Regions from separate parts of the Tursiops truncatus genome. Here region 2 is linked to region 1. Evidence: chromatin contacts called from public Hi-C data. All regions are on one chromosome and are shown on one strand. Each heading gives the region's core, a stretch centred on a gene start, on an enhancer-like site or on the middle of the called end of the contact. The rest is flanking DNA. Distances are from core to core; before and after follow the strand shown. Region 1 holds the start of SPIRE1 (spire type actin nucleation factor 1). Region 2 holds the start of LOC117307680 (S-adenosylmethionine decarboxylase proenzyme-like).

Region 1 (4,469 bases), core at 315-2,814:
TTTTCTTTTTTTAATGCTTTTAATAGATCTGTCTCTCAAAATGATGAATTAGATAAAAACTGATTGGAGAAACCTATTATCAATCTTCTCTTCATCATCAATAGATATCTGGGTAAGCCGTAGCTATATGTTGATGGGAAGGTGATAATCTTGAAGAATTTACATTAGATAATGACCTAAGTAAAATCCATTTATCTGACATCCTGTCAACTTTTTACTTTACAAGCTTGTTTTTCGTCACAACAAATATTAATGTACAGGGAAATCGTACTGTTTATCTTTATGTTAATTCAGCCTCTTCATTTCTCCCAAAATAGCAGCATTCTCCTCAGGGCTCAGATTTTTTTACATTCCCAACCGAGGGAATATCGTTGCCAGTCTTTGAAAAGTACCATCGGCTGACAGCTCCTTGCGAAAGCGCAGCCCTCCTACCAGCGCATCACACCCCCCCCCCGTCCCCGACCAGGTCTTGGCGAACGCCTGCAGCGCCGAACACATCCCACCCGGGCTCGGCCGCGAGCAGCACGAGCGCGCAGAGCCGGCCTCCCGCGTCCGGGGACCGACCCCACTCCCCTTCTCCGGAGCCTCGGTGCCCCGACAGGCCGCGCACTGACACTCGGACCCCCGCCCCACTCCCGGCGCAGCCGCCCGCCCACGCTCCTGCCCATGCTCAGACCTAAGCGGGCCGCGCTCGGCCGCAGGCCCTGCCCGCTTCCCTGGCCTCCCGTGAGGGGTGGGGGGCCGCAGGGCGGAAGAGCCCGGGGCCTTGGCGAGGGTCCTCCAGTAGGAGACTGGACGGAGAGGGAGCGGCGCTGGGGCGGAAGGGCCGGGGCCTGGGGGGCCAGGTCCTCCTGGAGCCGGGGTGGGGGTCCTCCGTGGGCCGTGGGAGATGGGGGCCATGGGGCGGAAGGGCACGGGGCTAGGGGTCGCGGGGGTTGGGGGAAGGGCCCGCGGCGGGGTCCTTCTGTGGGAGAAGGGGGTCTCGGGGGGCGGCTCACCCGCGGCGGCGTCCGGCTCTCCCGCGTCGCCGGCGGCGGGCGCCAGGGTGACGGCGCCGTCCCTCCACACGCGGATCTGCGCGGCCGAGCGCACCCGGCGGCGGGGCTGGCGGCGGCCGGCGTCCGCGGCGCGCAGGGAGCCGCAGCACTGGTAGCACACAGCCCACGCCTGCTCCTCGTTGATGGGCTGATTGTAGAGCCGCAGGATTTCCTCCAGGCTCAGCGCGTGCTGCGGGCCCGCGGCCGCCCCGGGGTCCGGAGGCCCCTCGCCGCCCTCCGGGCCGGCCGGCTGAGCCATCCCGTGGGTCGCGCCGCGCTCCGGGCGCCGCGTCTCCTCAGCTGCCGAGCATATTCTCCGCGCACCGCCGCCGCCGCCTCATCCCCGGAACCCCGCCCAGCGGGCCGCGCGCGCCGCCGCGGGGACGGGGGTGGACGGGGCGGAGACCAGGCCGGGTACGGGCTTTAGGCCGGGCCGGAGAACCGGACAGGGGAGGGTCAGGAACGAGGCGCGATGCTGCGTACCCTACAAGACCGCAGCTAGCCGGTAGCAGCGCAATGGCGTCCGCGGACCCGCCCTCCGAGCCCCGCCCCAGGGGCGCGCCCCGCCCAGAACCCCGCCCCCACTTAGAACCCCGCCTCCATGGTCTGCCTGGGTCCTCCCCGCCCTCTGAGTCCCGCCTCTGTCCCGGGTTCTCCTGGCACACCGAGCCCCGCCCCCGGGTTGGCCCCGCCCCCGGGGGGGTCCGCCCCACCCCGCCCCGCACGTGCACCCACACCCGCGCGAACACCCGCGCCCAGGTCCAGTCTCCGCGCACTGGCCGACTTCGTAGTCCCCTGGCCTCGCCCCCCGCGTCCCCGTGCCCTGCCCTGCTCCGTCGAATACTGTCGCCATCAACGCACCGGACCGTTCGCTTGGATAACTTCCCTCTCCACTCCCAACTCCATCCTAAGCCCCATGAGGACAGGGTCTTTTCGGGTTTTGCTCACTGGCTTCTCCCAAGCGCACAGATCAGGGCCTGGGGTACAAGCTTGTTGCAAACAATCTGCAGACGTTCCCTCGGATTCGCTTGTGACGTTTGTACAACTCTTCACCAAGATGATGTTCCCAGTGACCACACGCCTCGTAGCCCAGTTAACCCAGTCTATTCATACCTCATAGAACCGATAGGACAGGGGCAAAACTGAACTGGGGCATTCAGCCATAGAATAAAAGAAGTCCTCCTAGGCCTGGGCCTCGCTGAACTCATTAAGTGCACAATAAAACACATAATTCTTAGATAAAAAAATCGCTCATTGGCAAATAAGTTTAACTGGTAACATTCCACTCTGAGACTAGTCCAGTATGAGAACCTTAGAGTTGAAAGCATCAACCAAGTAAGAAATGGATCTATACTAAGTACCAATAAACCTTCTAAGGCAGTTTTATGTGCAGTATTAATATTGCACTCTCAACAACTGCATCTTGCCATAGAAATTACAACGGTCATTGTAATGCCTAAGACACCACAGTACATACAGCAGGAGCGGGGAGAAGAGAGGAAAGCAGAAGGATATAAGAGTAAGAAATTGAAAGACGGGAGGAAAAAGTTTCTCCCTAGGCACCCTATTATAATTTCATTACAAGAGATACAAAAAAACCCTTTAAAGTAACATCACTTAATTATGTGTTCATAATCCAATTTGTGAAAATGCATATGTGTGCCACATACCTGACGAGAAAAGGTCTAATGCCTTATATGATATAGATAGAATAGATAGATATAGATATACAAAACCTCTTGATTAAAAACATAGAAACAATTACTAAATTTTTCTAGTTTGCTTAGGCCCTGTGTGAATTTTGAAAATACAAACGGCTTTAAAATACTGACTTTTTTTGGCATCTTAGTGCCCCGACCAGGGATAGAACCCGAGCCCCCTGCAGTGGAAGAACGGAGTCTTAACCACAGGACCGCCAGAGAAGTCCTTAAAATACTAGTTTGAACAATGTAGTAAAACAGCGGGTCTACTTTTATAGACAATAGCACCATCTTCTGGCCTTATGGGATATTGCTGCAGTGTTGCGCTTGGACAACAACAGCCAAAAATCACTAACATTTTTGTCCTTTCCTCACCCCTCAAAAGACAAGCAAATGATTTAATCAGCTGAGCAATCCATGAGCCAGACACCTGCTACCCCTGGCACAGGGCAGCAAGTAAATCTCAAGTAAAGATAACGATGACAGGAAGAAGGAAGGGAGTGGAAGTGAGGAAAAGAAGCCCAAATTTTATCTCAAATGTTATCTTTAAAACCAATTCACAACAGAAGGATGTTTTTCCCTTCGTAAGTGATAATTTTTTTAAATATGAATACATTTTAGTAAGAAAAATACTTTGGTACTGACTCACAGGAATATACAATATTACATACAACAAAACGGCTTTTGTTTTGTTTTTGCCAAACACAAATTCATGACTAATATACTGTGTTTAAAGTAAACTTCTTGCCTTTGTGAGCTTATATGGAATTAAGTTGAGGCAATATGACAAGTTAAATGTTTGATCCCTCTGTATACAGTAAAAATAAAAGGTAAATCCTTAAAAAATCCTAGCTATCTTCTATTATATTGATAAATCTAGTCAATGTATACCCTGAACCCTTGATGCTTTTTTATACAAAGACAGTATAATTGTACTAATATTTATATGATTTTCAGAACCCTTTATAATTTTGATAAGCCTCACTGTCCACCACCACCACCACCCCCAGGACTCTTAGAAAGTGACTGCTGACAGCTCAAAGGCTCTCAGAGGCTGACACGATCTCTGCAGGTCCAAGCAACACTGTGGGATAACCCGGGACCTCCCCATTTTCTCATTTTCAACTCAAAATCGAAGATTCAAATACCTTTATGTACAGTATACTTTGTTCCAATTTCTGTCATTGATTTTGTTTTTGTATCCTGTGGCTTCACCACCCTTAAAAAATTGCTCTGTGTAGTTAAAATATCTGAACAACTCAAATTAACGTTTGAATGCTGTCTTCAAAGTGCCGTGAGGTCTGTGAAAAGTCTGAATATGACTTTAGTTTTCGTTGATTTTATTGTTGTATTTATTTAAAAAACAGAACCCTTGAAATGTTGTCTTATATTTAATTATCATTTTTGCAGAATAAATGTACTTCATGCTTCACACTCTTGATGTGCCAGCTGAGCTGCTCCGAGTCTTTCGGGGAGCACACTGCCTGTGCAGCCCAAGCTTATCCCAGACACTCCCAGACAATTGCTCCTAAGAGGCACATTCACCTAGAAAAGTGCACCAAAAAGGAAAAAATAGAACAGCATATTTTTTTCAGTGTTATAACCTAGATTTTTCACTGCCTACAATTATAATACCTTATAACTTTACAGTGATATTTTATACTTTCAAAGTGCTTTCTTCAGTTATACAACTTGAAGATCAGATATTATTTATCTCACAGATGACATCGTA
Region 2 (4,803 bases), core at 587-3,086, 270 kb before region 1:
TGATTCTTAACCACTGGACCACCAGAGAAGTCCCTGCATGTATCTTTTAGAATTATAGTTTTGAATGAGTATGTGCCCAGGAGTGGAATTGCTGGATCATATGGCAACTCTATTTTTAGTTTTTTTGAGGAACCTCCCTACTGTTTTCCATAGTGGCTGCACCAATTTACGTTACCACCAGCAGTGTAAGAGAGTCCCCTTTTCTCCCCACCCTCTCCAGCATTTATTGTTTGTAGACCTTTTCTCTTTTTTTAAATAAATTTATTTTTATTTTTTGGCTGTGTCTTTGTTGCTGCGCGCGGGCTTTCTCTAGTTGTGGCGAGCAGGGGCTACTTTTTGTTGCGGTGTGCGGGCTTCTCATTGTGGTGGCTTCTCTTGTTGCGGAGCACGGGCTCTAGGCACGCGGGCTTCAGTAGTTGTGGCACACGGACTCACTAGTTGTGGCTTGCGGGCTCTAGAGTGCAGGCTCAGTAGTTGTGGTTCACGGGCTTAGTTGCTCTGTGGCATGTGGGATCTTCCCAGACCAGGGCTCGAACCTGTGTCCCCTGCACTGGCAGGTGGATTCTTAACCACTGAGCCACCAGGGAAGCCCTGTTTGTAGACTTTTTAATGATGGCCATTCTGACTGGTGTGAGATGGTACCTCATTATGGTTTTGATTTGCATTTCTCTAATGATTAGTGATGTTGAGCATCTTTTCATGTGCCTATTGGCCATCTGTATGTCTTCTTTGCAGAAATGTCTATTTACGTCTTCTGCCCTTTTATCGATTGAGTTGTTTGTTTTTTATTGTTGTTGAATTGTATGAGCTGTTTGTATGTTTTGGAAATCAATCCTTTGTCGGTTGCATCGTTTGCAAATATTTTCTCCCATTTTGTAGGTTGTCTTTTCATTTTGTTTATGTTTTCCTTTGCTGTGCAGAAGCTTGTAAGGTTGATTAGGTCCCATTTGTTTATTTTTGTTTTTATTTCTATTGTCTTGGGAGACTTACCTAAGAAAATATTGGTACAATTTATGTCAGAGAATGTTTTGCCTATGATCTTTTCTAGGAGTTTCATGGTGTTATATCTTATGTTTAAGTCTTTAAGCCGTTTTGAGTTTATTTTTGTGCATGGTGTGAGGGTGTGTTCTAACTTCATTGATTTATATGCAGCTGTCCAAATTTCCCAGCACCACTTGCTGAAGAGACTGTCTTTTTCCCCTTTTTATATTCTTGCCTCCTTTTTTGAATATTAATTGATTGTAGGTGTGTGGGTTTATTTCTGGGCTCTCTATTCTGTTCCATTGATCCATGTATCTGTTTTTGTGCCAGTACCACTCTGTTTCGATTACTGTAGCTTTGTAGTATTTTCTGAAGTCTGGGAGGGTTATGCCTCCCGCTTTGTTCTTTTTCTTCAGGATTGCTTTAGCAATTCTGGGTCTTTTATGGTTCCATATAAATTTTAGGATTATTTGTTCTGTGAAAAACGTCATGGGTGATTTGATAGGGATCACATTAAATCTGTAGATTGACCCCAACATTCATATTTGAAACCCCAACTTCCAATGTGACTGTATTTGGAGATAATGCAGTATCCCTTATGAATATACATGCAAAAGTCCTCAACAAGGGCTTCCCTGGTGGCGCAGTGGTTGAGAGTCTGCCTGCCGGTGCAGGGGACGCGGGTTCGTGCCCCGGTCTGGGAAGATCCCACATGCCGCGGAGCGGCTGGGCCCGTGAGCCATGGCCGCTGAGCCTGCGCGTCCGGAGCCTGTGCTCCGCAACGGGAGAGGCCACAACAGTGAGAGGCCTGCGTACCGCAAAAAAAAAAAAAAATCCTCAACAAAATACTAGCAAACCAAAGCCAACATCATATTTGAAGGATTATACACCATGACCAAGTGGGATTTACCTCAGAATGTCAGGTTGGTTCAACATAATAAAATCAATGTAATACATCACGTTAATAGAATGAATTTTTTAAAATCACATGATCGCTCCCACAGTATGGCCGGCGACATTAGCTAGCGCTCGCTCTACTCTCTCTAACGGGGGAACAGCGGACTACAAGAGACTGAGCTGTATCTGCCTCTGTTTCCTCTGTATCTGCCTCTGTTTCAACTTTTGCTCACACACACACCAAAAAAAGCCGGGAAAATTTTATTAACGCTTTTTTAAAAAAGTTAATATAAAATTATAGCAAAAAAGGAACCTGAACTTTAGTAACACAGCTGGAATAATCCTCAGTGGCGGCGGCAGCAGCAGGAGAAGAGATTTAATTTAGTTGATTTTCTGTGGTTGTTGGTTGTTTGCTAGTCTCACGGTGATGGAAGCTGCACATTTTTTCGAAGGGACTGAGAAGCTGCTGGAGGTTTAGTTCTCCAGGCAGCAACCCAACGCAAACCAAGGATCTGGGGATCTTTGCACCATCCCAAGATCCGAGTGGGACATACTTTTGAAGGATGTGCTGTGTTCAATCATAAGTGTGACAAAAACTGACAAGCAGGAAGCTTATGTACTCAGAGTAGCATGTTTGTCTCCAAGAGACGTTTCATTTTGAAGACATGTGGTACCACCCTCTTGCTGAAAGCACTGGTTCCCCTGTTGAAACTTGCTAGGAATTACAGTGGGTTTGACTCAATTCAAAGCTTCTTTTATTCTCATAAGAATTTCATGAAGCCTTCTCACCAAGGGTACCCACACCGGAATTTCCAGGAAGAAATAGAGTTTCTTAATGCAATTTTCCCAAATGGAGCAACATATTGTATGGGACGCATGAATTCTGATTGTTGGTGCTTTTGTACTTTGGATTTCCCAGAGAGTCGGGTAATCAATCAGCCGGATCAAACCCTGGAAATTCTGTTGAGTGAGCTTGACCCAGCAGTTACGGACCAGTTCTACATGAAAGATGGTGTTACTGCAAAGGATGTCACTCGTGAGAGTGGAATTCGTGACCTGATACCAGGTTCTGTCATTGATGCCACACTGTTCAATCCTTGTGGGTATTCAGTGAATGGAATGAAATTGGATGGAACTTATTGGACTATTCACATCACTCAGAACCAGAATTTTCTTATGTTAGCTTTGAAACAAACTTAAGTCAGACCTCCTATGATGACCAGATCAGGAAAGTTGTGGAAGTCTTCAAGCCAGGAAAATTTGTGACTACCCTGTTTGTAAATCAGAGTTCTAAATGTCTCACAGTGCTTTCTCCGCCCCAGAGTATTGAAGGTTTTAAACGTCTTGATTGCCAGAGCGCTATGTTCAGTGATTACAATTTTGTTTTTACCAGTTTTGCTGAGAAGCAGCAACAACAGCAGAGTTGATTAAGAAAAATGAAGAAAAAACGCAAAAAGAGAACACACATAGAAGAAGGTGGTGGCTGCTTTTTAGATATTGATACCAAGGGCCATGCTTTCCATAACCACCACCTTGTAGTTGCAGAAAGCCCTAGATGTAATGGTAGTGTAATCATTTTGAATTGCATGCATTATTATATCAAGGAGTTAGATATCTTGCATGAATGCTCTCTTCTGTGTTTAGGTATCCTATGCCACTCTTGCTGTGAAATTGAAGTGCATGTAGAAAAAACCTTTTACTATATGAAACTTTACAACACTTGTGAAAACAACTCAGTTTGGTTTATGCACAGTGTAGTATTTCTCCAGGTATCATCCAAAATTCCCCACAGACAAGGCTTTCGTCCTCATTAGGTGTTGGCCTCAGCCTAGCCATCTGGGACTGTTCTATTAAATTGCTACCAGGATTTTGCATCCAGTTACCTCCACTTTCTAGAACATATTCTCTACTAATGTTATTGAAACCAGTTTCTACTTCATACAGGTGTTCTTGCAGCACCAATCAAAGTTCTTCTTCCACGAGTCGAGTCCTCTACGAAAATGACTGCAGTTATCCATTTTGTGTATTACTATCTCACTGCTTCCTATACTTGTGTGACTTTAATTGATTCATTCCTCACCATGGTATCTCCCTCCCAACCACACCCCCTCCATAAAGCAATACACTGTTACACTGTGGGTTTACACTAACCTTATACCCCAGAAGGGGAATGGGGGGATGGACCCTGGGCTTAATTTTCTTTTAAGGTCAAGGGAGTTTGGCATTTTTCGTTACCATGAGGTCTTTTGAAATAAGCTGGTGCTGATTAGCAAAGAAGGTGTAGATTGATACTAGGGAATATTGGCAGAACTGTATGGAAACTGCATGCCATTCTGTGCCCCCCATTAAATGAGATTAGCTTCTCATGGGTCCCATGTCTTTATTAACTTGCTAAGTAGTAGTATAAAAAATTATAACTAAATTTGTTAGCAAGGAGATTTAAGATAAAGGTTGTGTTGGATTCAACAAGTCAAGTCAGCTCAGATGATTCACCTCAACTTTTACTTTCATAGCCATTTCCACTCATTTCTATTAATGATATGCCATAAACTTTGGTTCAAAGCAGAATCGATTTCTTTGCCATCTTGTGACTTAAAAAGTTATGTGACTTTGTGATGCATGTGATAGTGTTCTGATGGTTCCTCTTACTGGTATTTCTTTCTCCATGGAGTAACATCAAGTGATGAATGAGAACTGTTCAGGTTATTCAGACATACTACACAGTGAAGCAGAGCGCTACCCATAAAACATAACACACAAAATTCCAAAATGGTCAATGGGAAATGACTAGAAATACAGGCTTAAAAGAGTTGGCATCTTTTAGCTGTATTTGCTAATACGGACATTTATTTAAGCAGCTGAGAAAAGAGCAAAGTTGACTCAATTTTGTATTTCTTCTTGTCCTCAAACAATTTTTGATTCTTT

What was found. Hi-C and Micro-C count contacts between places; a contact is called where the count stands out from the background.
Region 2: a Hi-C map of spleen shows a contact between it and region 1, with 12 times the contacts expected there. The contact joins the promoter of LOC117307680 here to the promoter of SPIRE1 in region 1. A contact is called at or near these places in 2 of 2 Hi-C or Micro-C datasets (blood and spleen).

What each region holds. Positions count from the first base shown.
Region 1 is chr13:27,914,503-27,918,971 of mTurTru1.mat.Y, reverse strand. It overlaps SPIRE1 (spire type actin nucleation factor 1), which reads right to left and starts at 1,564. Exons shown (of 17, transcript XM_073790478.1): 1 at 999-1,564. The coding sequence starts at 1,296.
Region 2 is chr13:28,181,845-28,186,647 of mTurTru1.mat.Y, reverse strand. It overlaps LOC117307680 (S-adenosylmethionine decarboxylase proenzyme-like), which reads left to right and starts at 1,836. Exons shown (of 2, transcript XM_073790477.1): 1 at 1,836-3,034; 2 at 3,037-4,255. The coding sequence starts at 2,509. The coding sequence ends at 3,305. It also overlaps a transcript of PRELID3A not described here.